Linked DNA regions of Oryctolagus cuniculus: region 2 is linked to region 1. The links are chromatin contacts, called in public Hi-C maps. All regions are on one chromosome and are shown on one strand. The core of a region is the stretch at or near the end of the contact, and the rest is flanking DNA. Distances in the headings are between cores, read along the strand shown. Region 1 overlaps SH3RF1 (SH3 domain containing ring finger 1). Region 2 holds the start of SH3RF1 (SH3 domain containing ring finger 1).

What was found. A called contact is a pair of places that touch in the nucleus more often than the background predicts.
Region 2: a contact with region 1 is called in a Hi-C map of skin fibroblasts, with 1.6 times the contacts expected there. The contact joins the promoter of SH3RF1 here to the enhancer-like site in region 1.

The regions. Positions count from the first base shown.
Region 1 is chr2:51,723,635-51,729,186 of mOryCun1.1, forward strand. It overlaps SH3RF1 (SH3 domain containing ring finger 1), which reads right to left. Exons shown (of 12, transcript XM_017338128.3): 9 at 4,549-4,808; 10 at 3,701-3,750. Among named protein-coding and RNA genes, the nearest start is that of CBR4, 130 kb to the left of the region's middle. Within about 2 kb of position 3,522, at least 1 of the 8 cell types and tissues checked has an H3K27ac peak or open chromatin away from gene starts, as enhancers often do.
Region 2 is chr2:51,900,922-51,906,473 of mOryCun1.1, forward strand. It overlaps SH3RF1 (SH3 domain containing ring finger 1), which reads right to left and starts at 2,458. Exons shown (of 12, transcript XM_017338128.3): 1 at 2,204-2,458; 2 at 153-641. The coding sequence starts at 545. LOC138848463 (a long non-coding RNA gene) reads left to right here and starts at 1,899. Exons shown (of 3, transcript XR_011386269.1): 1 at 1,899-2,073.

The DNA of each region.
Region 1 (5,552 bases), core at 2,272-4,771:
GCCAGGACACAAATTAGTGCCCATATGGGATGCCAGCATCACAGGCAGCAGCTTTACTGGCTACCCAACAATGCTGGCCCCCTGGATCTAATTCTTATCAACTGTGGGGAAAGGCAAAGACCAGATAGGTAGGTAGTAGACATGTTCTCCTGGAAAAGAAATATCATGACCTTGGAAGAAAGCACCCAAAGAGACACTGGTGATAGTCATGTTTCTAAAGTTTGAAGAACAGATTATAAAAGTTCAAAGAAAATATACGCATGACATGAAATTCAAAAAGGGAGATGCTTCAAGAGGAATGGGAGGGCTCTCAAAAGTGAACTTCTGGCCATACAACTGCAAATTACCCCTGCAGATGAAACATAAAGGCATATAAAGGTACTGATGTGACCTCCCAGGGAGCAGTCTAATGGGCTCAAGGTTTTAAAGAACCTGTGCAAAAAGACCAAGAGAAAGGCCCATAACAAAGAACAGGACAGGGCCCATACAATTCAAGAAGCATGAATGATCAGAATGAGTTTAAACCTGCAAAAATGCTAAAGACAAAAACATATTTTTAAAGTGCTATTTTATAGAGTTATGTTTGAAGCAAGAACAAGAAAAATACAGATCTGCTGTCCGGGGTGGGTGGTGGTTCTCAGAAGGCAAGAAGAAAGAGGAGGATAATCTTCAGACTGGAAAAGAAGAACAAACCTTCATGAGAGGGAAACCGGTGGAGACTGGGAGAGAATAAAGGACTACTCGACAGGGTGAATTCACTCCAGTGTACAGAGAAAGCTAACCACAGAAACACAACCTCAATCTTTGAGAGACTCTGGCAGGGTCAACTCCATAGGCAAAGAAGGGCAAGTTAGTCCCAGTTTTCAAAAAGAAGACAACAATGGACTTTGTAGACTCACAGGGAAACTTTAGTATTAAAATGAAAGGTTTACCAGAAGCCAAACTGTGGACCCCTTTGCTGCTACTTCATTTGTTCTGATCTGATAATAAAAATCTGGAGTACATTGGCTTTCAAAAAAAAAAAAAAAAAAAAAAAAGAAAGGTTTATGAGTGCTTGCAAAAGGAAATGACACTTTGGGTGAACCTCTTCCAGGAGATGTTTGCTAACAATCAGTAACAGCAGAAATGATGAGGCAAAACCAGGGAGCTGCTGTGATGGCAGAACACAAAAGACAGGTGGATCTCAACGTGGCACCTTGGTGAGTTATCCCACAATGTCCTTGCAGCCGTGACAGAAGACAGTAGGCTAAATGGCATTATGGGTGAGGATCCCAGTGATGACAATCATGGTATTACTGAATTTATATCCACCGGAAGAAAGGTGGTAGATTTAACAAGAGAAAATGTAAAATCTGTGATGTGCAGAACAGATGAAAAAGATTCCCAGAGTATAGACTTAAAGAAGACCTAAGAGGATAAGCGTGAACATACCTCAGGGCATTGCATAAAAAAGATCAACACTTTCTATGTGGCCCCTGAAAACAAGGAACAAGGGTTGGAAGGCACAGGGCACAAGTGCTCAATCATCTGCCACCAAGTTAGAGCTCTGAAATGCCACAGGGTGATCAGGGCTAGGGTATTTGTGGTCACTGGGGTGTTCCAGCAGAGGCCAGCAGCCATCTGTCAGAGATGACCACTCCATGGGATGACCCTTAAGGTCCTGTACTAGTTTGCTGTGGGAAAGCAGTGGGGGATGGCCCAAGTCCTTGGGTCCCTGCACCCATGTGGGAGACCTAGAAGAAGCTCCTGGCTCCTGATTGGCACAGCTCCAGCCATTGTGGCCATCTGGAGAGTGAACCAGTGGATGGAAGACCTCTCTCTCTTACTCTACCTCTCTCTGTAATTCTTTCAATAAATAGAATTAATCTTAAAAAACAAAACAACAATAACAAAAAACCTAAAGTCAAGGTGTTGGCGGGGTCTCATTCCTTCCGGGGGCTGGGAGTGTAGAGTGTTTCCTTGCCTTTTCTGGATTCCAGAGGCCACCGGCATCCTCTGCTGTGGCTTCTTTCTCACATCTGCTTCACTACCACATCTCCTCCTCTGGTCCTGACCCTTTTGCCTCCCCTTAATGAGGATCCTTGTAATGCACTGGGCCCACCCAGATACTCCAGGACAATCCTCCCATCTCAACACTCTGGATTTAGTCCCATCTGCAAGTCCCTTGTCCCTTGCAAGGAAATATACTCAAAGTTTCCAGGGATTAGGAGGTGGATATCCTTGGAAAGCCATTTTTCTGTCTCCATTGGCACCTTTGCAGACTTGAAGATTCTATAAACCCTGCAGTGGGAGGGCAGAAACTGAACAGCCTCTATTTTCATCTGTGACAAGGACCTGAAGCCACATTGTCTTTAAGCCTTAAAATCTAAACCATATAAACAATTCTTTTAAAGATATTAACAGAATACAAATGCCAGGTTGAGTATATTAATGCAGTTAATTATAAACACTGTTCAGATACAAATCTTTTTCAAAAATTCTCATGTTACCCAAACAATTAAATATTAACTTTTAAGTAGGGTGTAAAGTTTATTTCCTTATAAACTCCTGTTTATAAGCTTAGCAAGCATTTAAACTCAGCAGCACACATTACCACTGAATCAGGTGGCTAAGAGTTTATGATTACCCTAGAGCTTCCCAGAACTGGTCTAGAGCTTTAGGGGAAATACTTGACAATTTAAGGAAAAAGTCGTGATTACAACAGTTGTCCAGATCTTGTCATCAGCTCTACTCTTTCTGTTCACATTTAACCTCTACCAGGTTTCCTTGCCTCTAACCACCAATCTTTCAAACCTACCTTTCCATTCATTTTTCTTGAAATTTGGCCCCAAATGAGAGATTTATGAAATCTATGATTTTAAAAGAAAACTCTTCCTTGTATTTTAATTCCTATTTCTCAGGAACCATGTGATTATGGTCAGATGTACAGTAGAGAAAATCAATCCACAAATAACATATTTGATCTGCTCTTTCAACCTCTTCATATATTAAATTTTTTTTTCAAAAATACAACTGTTGACCAGCAAGACTGAATGAACAGGAAGAACCGAGGACAGCAAAATGAGGACAGAATGAGTAACCAAAGGGGAGACAACACTCCTCCAGGAGGCTGGAAGCTTCATGAGGAGGAGTGACCAAGCCTTCCTCACTGTGGTCTCCCTCACACCCAACGTAGGACCTGGCAGCTAGTGGGTGTTTAATGCAGAGAACATGTGATCTGGATAAGCGGGCAGGGTGGAGCCCAGATTTCTGCCCCACCACATTCCTAGCACCTGGCACAGCAACTCACCCATGGTGAGCGCTTGAAGGACTGTGGAACAATGAGTCTTTTTACCAGCTAGAAGCCACGGGACACAACCCAAGTAGAGAAACAGGAAGTTGATCTTACTTTACTATCCTTGTCTGGTTTGGTGGCTGAACTGTTTCCACAAGCTGATAAAGCACTGTCAGAAGACGCAGGAAGACCAGGGAGAATGGTCACCGCCCGGCCACTGGGCTCCGTCTCCAGAGAGGCAGTGGTGACACCTGGGGAGGTCAGTGAAGCCGCTGCTGCACAGGCCAGGGGGGCATTGGCTCGACTGATGCTGACAGCAGCGACGTGGGCAGCAGAGGCTGCCATTGGAGGCGGAGGTTGTGGAGAGGCCAACGAATGATGGGGCAGGCCCCCAGACGCAGGGCCAAGGCAGCCGGCGTTCTGTACCTGGATAGGCGTCACTGCTGCTGTAGGGCGTTCTTGGCTGTGTGCTGCAACTAGCAGAGGACAGAAGGAAACACAGCAAAAGTCAACTTCCTATTAATTGCTAATCACCTAAACAAGTCATTCCACTGCAACAGATCCTACTGCAAGGTTGCTATTGCATCTATTACAATAAAAGAATGGATGCATGGTGGTATACAAACAATCTTGGTGGAGTCCCTAGATATTATTTTTCTTCCAAGTCAATCCTCAAGTCTGTGAGTGCCTGGAAGCTCAGGTGTAACCCCAAGGCCCTTGAGTTACAGAGAAAACCTTTCCACAGCATTAGATACACTGAGCCAGTCTCTGACGCTATGCCACAGTGCCAGTCCACACTGGCCTTTTCCTTCTTTCTGTTTCTATGATCCTGTTCTCAAGGCTTTAGTTTATAGTTACCTACCTTAGCAGGTTTTCGATGCTGTAAATCAAAAAAGCTATTCAAGATCCCACTGCAGCTAAAACAGACAAATGGCTACATTCATCAAAAACAAACAGAACCCCAGTTAGCGAGGATCATGCAGTGGTCATGCAACTAGTAACAGTGAGATTTGAGATCATGAGGCCCTAAGGCTTGACATCATGTTTTCAAGGACTACAGACATCCTTAGGATCACTCTAATGTCCTTCAAACTGTAGTTCTACATAGATCAGGCTTGGAATCTTAGGCAGGGCAAGCATATCCCAAATGAAGATACTGTGCTGCTTCTATTTCCTATTATGTTCATATTATGCCTATTTTCCTCAATATCTATCATAAAAGATAAGAGATCAATCCTTTCCCTGAAGTATTCCAGCCTGGTTTCCTTCCTTACCTGTCCTCACGGCATTGCGGGCCTGGTTGACTGTCATCTGCCCAGTCATGTGCAGTAAGACCTTAGCCTGAGGACTTGTCTGGAGGTGAGCTGCAGACACCACCGCCGTGGGGACCACGCTGGGGTTCCCAGCCACACCATTTCCCTGGAGCTTCTGGACAGGCCCTCCTGCAGTGGAAGGACTGACCATGGTCACCCCCCGACTTGTCTGAGCAGCAGTCGACATAGGGACTTTAGCTTGGGAAGCGTTTGTCACTGCCCTGCCAAGACAGAAACAGATGGAAAGCACCATCCATCAGCAAAATGGGAGACAGAACAATTGCATGCAAGAAAAATGACTCAGAACTTTAAAGACAGAATGTCTTAAAAATGAATGGAATTAGTCTTACAGAGTTTTAAGAACAGCATGTTCAAAGTAACGATGGCCCTGAAGCAGAGGAAGATCTCGATGTTTCTGTATTCTAAGTCACATTCTGCTCAAGAATATGTAATTACTGTGTTCAGTTTTCCACATCAGGACCCCAAATTCTCCTGCTCTATCTACTGAGCAAGCCAGGTTTGTTCCTTTACCAAATCCCCATGCCCAGGGCTTGGCTCCTGTTTTCTGACCTTCTCCCTAATCTGCATCTGGCCCCCATCACACGCTTGCCTGTGTATACACAGGCATAGGTGTGCATTACACACTCTTGGAATGTCCTTTCTGGCTTTTCTTGACCTATCTTAATCTCACTGATGCTCCAAGATCCAGCACAAACCCTGTCATTTCAAGAAGCCTTGCCCGAGTTTATGACTCTATGTAATACAGATTTCTTCCTTCATTCTGTTTCTATAGTCCATACATTGTTTATACTTTGGTTCTTGTTTACAAAATGTGTTGTGTTATTTTTTAATACATTTCTTAATGAATACTACAGACTCAGTGAAAACTGCCAGAAGTCAGGACCAGTATGAAATGGTTCTTTTTCCATTCTCTCAGTATTTGTACAGTTACCAGATATAGTCAG
Region 2 (5,552 bases), core at 1,208-3,707, 180 kb after region 1:
ATTCCACCATGACAAAAAGAAAGCTCCAGAGATACAATCTCCTATCTGGTAAAGAAAGTGTGGCTTCTTATGCAATAAGCTGATTTGGAAAACATCAAGCCAAAGAATAAACAAAGAATGTGGACACCAAATTGCCTCTGCAGGCTACTCACCCTCACCGGGGGACTCCAGGCTTGCACCCGAGGCTGCTGTCCACCCTGGGAACTCTGCAGATCTTTTGAGCTACAATTAGCCACCGTGCTGCCCTGGGCCCTTAACGCATTTGTGCAGTTGGTCCCACTGCCCCCACTAGGGCCAGGTTTCCAAGGCCTCTGCTTGATGCCATCCAGAAGTCTGACCAGCAGGATGTTACTGGGAAGCTCCTCCACACCCGAGCCAACAAGAGTCCTGCACTCGGGACATCTCAGTTCATTCCGGGAACCTACAATCCCCAGCAGACATCGTTTGCAAAACGTGTGCTGGCAAGGCAAAACCTTTGCAGAAGCATCAAGGCGCTCTAGACACACAGGGCACTCCAAGAGATCCAACAAGGCAGATTCATCCATCTTTTATCTATTTGACTGACAGGAAAGCTTCAGGAACGTTCATAATCGTGTGCATCCCTTAAAATGATTCATGTAACATCCATTTCAGACTTTGCTCTAGAGTCATGGGGAGAGAGCAGAAAAAGAGAAAGAGAAAATCAGCATTGTTATCTGGGGAAAAAGTTCACAGAGAAGCCAAGAGCTGAAAAGTACACAGCAGTGCTTCCTCTGCATGGTGTAGTTTTGCTTTTGGATGTGGTTCCTCAACTACAAAGTCAATGAAAACAAAATGGGCCTTTCAAACAATTCAAAATTAATCCCTAAAGATATAGAGGAGTTTGCTGTGCAGAACAGCTATGAAGCATTATACAGGATCCTTGCAATAAACAGGATTTATGAAGTGCAATTAAGAACATAATTTCTTCAGCTCTGAAAATGATATTAAGTCTTCAACTCATAGAATAAGCTGAACAGAAGCAATCAAAAGTTTCCTCTGCCTGAAATCGCTTTTAAATCCGAGGAAGTTCCCAATTTTTAAGTCACTTTGGCATCTTAGAAACCATGCTTCATGTGATCTTTGTGGTAAATGACCCCAATATTAAATACATATGTTTCTTCGACGCTCTTAAAAATACAACTACTTAATCTTGCCCAACCAGAAAGAGCTGAAGGTTGACAATTCTAAGGACACAACTAGAGACTTGCTGGAAAGCAGCTAAAATGCACATAAAAGCACCCTTCAGAGCAGTGGTGGACGGATTTCTGAACGGCCTGTTCTAATCCCATTCAGAAAATCTGGCCAAACTGCCACCAAAAGAATTTGACAATGGAATGCTGGACTGAAAACTGTGAGCATAATAAGAAAATGGGGCCATTCAGGAAAAAGCATTTAAACCTGTTACTGTGCCGCTCTTTCCCCCAGCCACCAAAATAAATGTAAAACGTGAATACCCAGGAGAAAGGGGGTAAAAAGATTTGGATGGAAGCATTAACAGCTGTTCTTGACAAAGTGAGGCCGGGAGGGAGCTACAGGGCTGCGCCTCCCTCCCACGCCGCACGCACAGGTACTGCCCGAGCCCGCGGGGAGGCGCGGCGGCCGCCCGCCGCAGACACACCCCGGAGCCAGGTGTCGCCAGCGCCCGGGCAGGGGCGGACTTGGGCTGGGGCTGCGGCCCGGGCCGTCGCGGAACGGGGCTCTCCAAGAGTCAGCCCCACCTCCGCCTCCCTTCAGGTCAAGCCAGGGACAAAAATCCCACCCCACCCCACCCCCCACGACTGCTGGAAGTTTTCAAGGAGTTAAAAATAAATGCGCGGCCTTAAGTTGCGAAACTCAGCCCTACAAAGTACCACGGAGAAACAGATCTATAACCCCGCAGAGATGAGGCGAGAGTCCCCAGGGAGATGGAGCCATCCGGGAAGCAGGGGGTGCTGGGCTGCGCCCCGGGAGACCGCGGCACCGAGCCCAGGCTGCTTCCTGCCGGGAGACGGCAGCGAGGCCGCGGGTTCCGTGGCCGCAGGTCCGGACTCCTGGCCCACGGAGACCCCGAAGGTGAGGGGACAGAGCCTGACCAGTGCAGGGGAGCGAGAACGCCCAGACCACCGTCTCCTCCGCAGCGACCCGCAGAGAGGGTCCGCCGACGCCGCGTCCCCGCCAGCCCCGCGGCCGCCGCGCGCCCTACCTCGCGCCTCGGCTCCTCCTCTTTGTTCGCAGCCCCGCAGCGGCGGCGGCGGCCGATGCAGATGCGGCCCCGCCGCGCCCGCCGCTCGCAGTGTCTCTGACGCCGCGGTGGCACCGGGAGACTCCTCTCTGCTGCCCCCCTCACGCGCGCACACACCACGCCGCCGCCGCTGCCGCCTCCCACTTTCCCAGCCAGGGAGGAGGAGGAGGAGGAGGTAGTGGAGGAGGAGGCCGAGCCGCAGCCGGCGCCCCGGGCGCAAGGGGGCGGCCCCGCGCCACAGCGCCTCCCCCCGGAGCGGGCGCCGCACCTCTGGGAGGCGCCCGGCCGCCGCGCCTTCCTCCTGCCGCTGAGGTACCTGCGCGCCGGACCCCGCTGGCTCCAGGGCCGGGGTGGGGGGCAGTGGCCTTAGGCGACGCTGGGAGAGCCGGGAGTCGGGGAAGCGAGGACCCCAGGGGGCAGCGAGGAGGAAGGGTTTGGGACAGACGCCTTTTCCCTGAGGGAAAAATGGAGCTGAAAAAAATGGAGCTGCCGAGGGAGGGAAGGAGGCGGCGGGAGTGGCGGCTGAGTGAAGATGAAGGAGCCACGGGGCTTGGACTGGCTGCGTTATCCTCCTGCCCAGCGGCGCCGGGCGACCCGGGACAGTCCGTTCTCTGGGCGAGAGCGGCTGCGGCGTAGGAAAGGCTGGGTTCGGCGGGCGGGTGGGAGCCACCCCGGCAAGAACCGGTCCCATTTTCCCTTTGCGTCTGCCCGTCGGGCCCCCGGATACTTGCTTGGTGGAGCAAGGGCAAAATGTTACCCCTCAGTTCCCGGCGAGGCGAGGCGAGGCTCGTGGAGTCGGTGGGGGCAGCCCGAGGACAGCTGTCCAGCCGCCGGGCCCCAGTCTCGGGACGAGAGCCAGAGCCAGCCTGGAGGATCACTGGCCTGAACGGTCACAACCAGAGGGGAGAACACTCGTGCGGGTTTAAAACTCAGCCTTGGGAGGCTCTGCTATACCTGCCCTACAGGGGAGCATTCAAAGTGGCACCTCCGGCGAGCTGGCACCGTGGAGCTAGCTGAGGGACACCTCTTTCATCTGCGCCTGGGAGGCCTCCGTCGGCATGGTCGCTGTAACCTTTGTTTTCGTTGCTCCAGGCACACACCTGTAAACTCCGAAGAAGAGTTTGGAAAAACGTGTTGTCCACAGGAGTTAGGGTTTGTTTTTCAGACTCAGTTCAGAGAGAAAGCAAGTTAAAGGTGTCGTTGATCTCAAAGTTGTTATTTTATTTGCATTTTCTGTTAACCAACCAAAAAGTATGCCAAATATCCTTTCTCAAATGTGAGCATAAACTAGATGAGGACCAGGAGACGGAGGTATAGAGACAAATTGTGCAAGAAATCCCTGAGAGGCCATCAACCAGGCTGACAGTTTGAAGAGGAATCAGATTATCCTCTAGTCTCCTCCAGGGCCACAGCTAAACCATTCAAGACAAATGAGGGCCCTCTAAGTAAGAAAAAATTGTAACAACTCAAAAATTATCCTCACTAGGAGCCAGGCACTCTGCAAAACATTTTCCATGTATTAATTCAGTTCTCACAGCCATCTTCCATGTCATCCTTCTTCAGCTTTGTTCTAAGTAGATTAATATGCTGAGAGTCATACAGTGTGAACACCAAAAATAACAGCCCACTTCTCCCTCCATTGGAAATGAGTAAGTGTACATGAATTTGAGCTGAGAAAGACGAGGGGACTGAATCGGATGGAGAATTCATAATCCAATCATCTGTAAACAAGGCATTCTGAAAGTGATTGGTTAGGCCATACAGTTCTGCAGCTGAAACTGCAGGTGAAGAGGAGGCTAGCTGGAAAGTTAGTGAACAGATAAGGATTCAGGATTCCTGTATTCACTTTACAGTCATTAAGACTGAAGCTCAACTAGATTAACTTCCTTCCCCAGGCCATAAAATAAATAATGTTGAACCATGAGTCAGCCTTAACTCTTTGGATTCCTCGTCCAGTTTTCTTTCTGCCGAACTAAAGCCCTATCTTTTGCACATCACCACCATATCCCCTACCCCAGGCAAAATTGAGGACAGCATGCCTGTTCCCTAGAGAAAGAAGAAATTTAAGCATACATTACTCTGGAATGAAAGGGCAAATTTTGTTCTTATTTTGTTTTCTGTTTCTTTACTAGAGAGAACAGGACACGATTTCAGAGTTAGCTCTTGAAACTCTAGACAAGAAAACCAGGAGTCACACCATTTTCAAAGATCAGAAGACAATGTGTCCTGAGACTGCACTGATCAAAGTCACCAGCACACACATCCCATGCGTATTACAGTTCTTTGAACACCCCAGGTGCATGTTCACAATATTGTTTAGAATGCAATTATGTTATTAGCTTTAGTTACTCCAGCCAGAAAATAAAGTCTTGGCTAAGTTGCTTAAACTACTTGAGTCATTTTCTGTCCATCAAACAGTGAGAAAAAAAAAAAAAAAAAAACTTAGAGTATCATTGGACCATTAGATGAGACAGTGTGCTGGCTCTTTGTAATCTGTACTTATCTTTTAAAGGAACATATCATTGTTATCATTATCTACCATGAATCTCTCTCTAGCAGTTAAACCAGGCAAAATCTTTTTTTCCCAGGATCTTAAAAATATTAGACAATACTAGTAATTGCAAAATCCTGTCAAGGGGATACTGTAGGGGAAGGGACAGTTTGGGAAAGAGAAATATGTTCCTTTTTTATTTATTTCTGGTAACTGAACATGAAGGAAAGAATATAGACATGTTATGCTATGACCCCTGTGACTTTGACTAGATAGATGAAAAATATAAACACACCCTGTGACATAATAATGATAGCCTAGATTTACACAGTTCTTTTCCTCCCAAGACTTCAAAGTACTTTCATATATATTATCTAATTTATCTTCTCAGCATCCCTCTGGAGCAGTAAAGACAGATATAATTATCCCCACGTTGCAGATTAGAATAAACAAGGTGTAGAGAAGTTATTGGTCTTAGTGGAGATAAAAATCAGGGTTTTAAAATTCTAGACTAGAGCACTGTTTGATAAGATTTGGTACTGTGCTTACACGTGTGTGTGTGTGTGTGTGTGTGTGTGTGATTATCATTTTTCTTTAAAACTTTCCCTCCTCCAGTTGCTGTGATACTAAACAGCACTGTTTATCCATTTTTTTGGACTAGAAACCCAAGGGTCATCTTTGATTTCTTACTTTTCTTTGCCATCCCATCCATCAACAACTCTTCTGGCTTCTCCCAAAATATATTTCATTTTTTAAAAAATGTTTATCCATGTTCCTTTGCCACCTACCACGCTTTGGATATGGTTTGTCCCTTCCCAG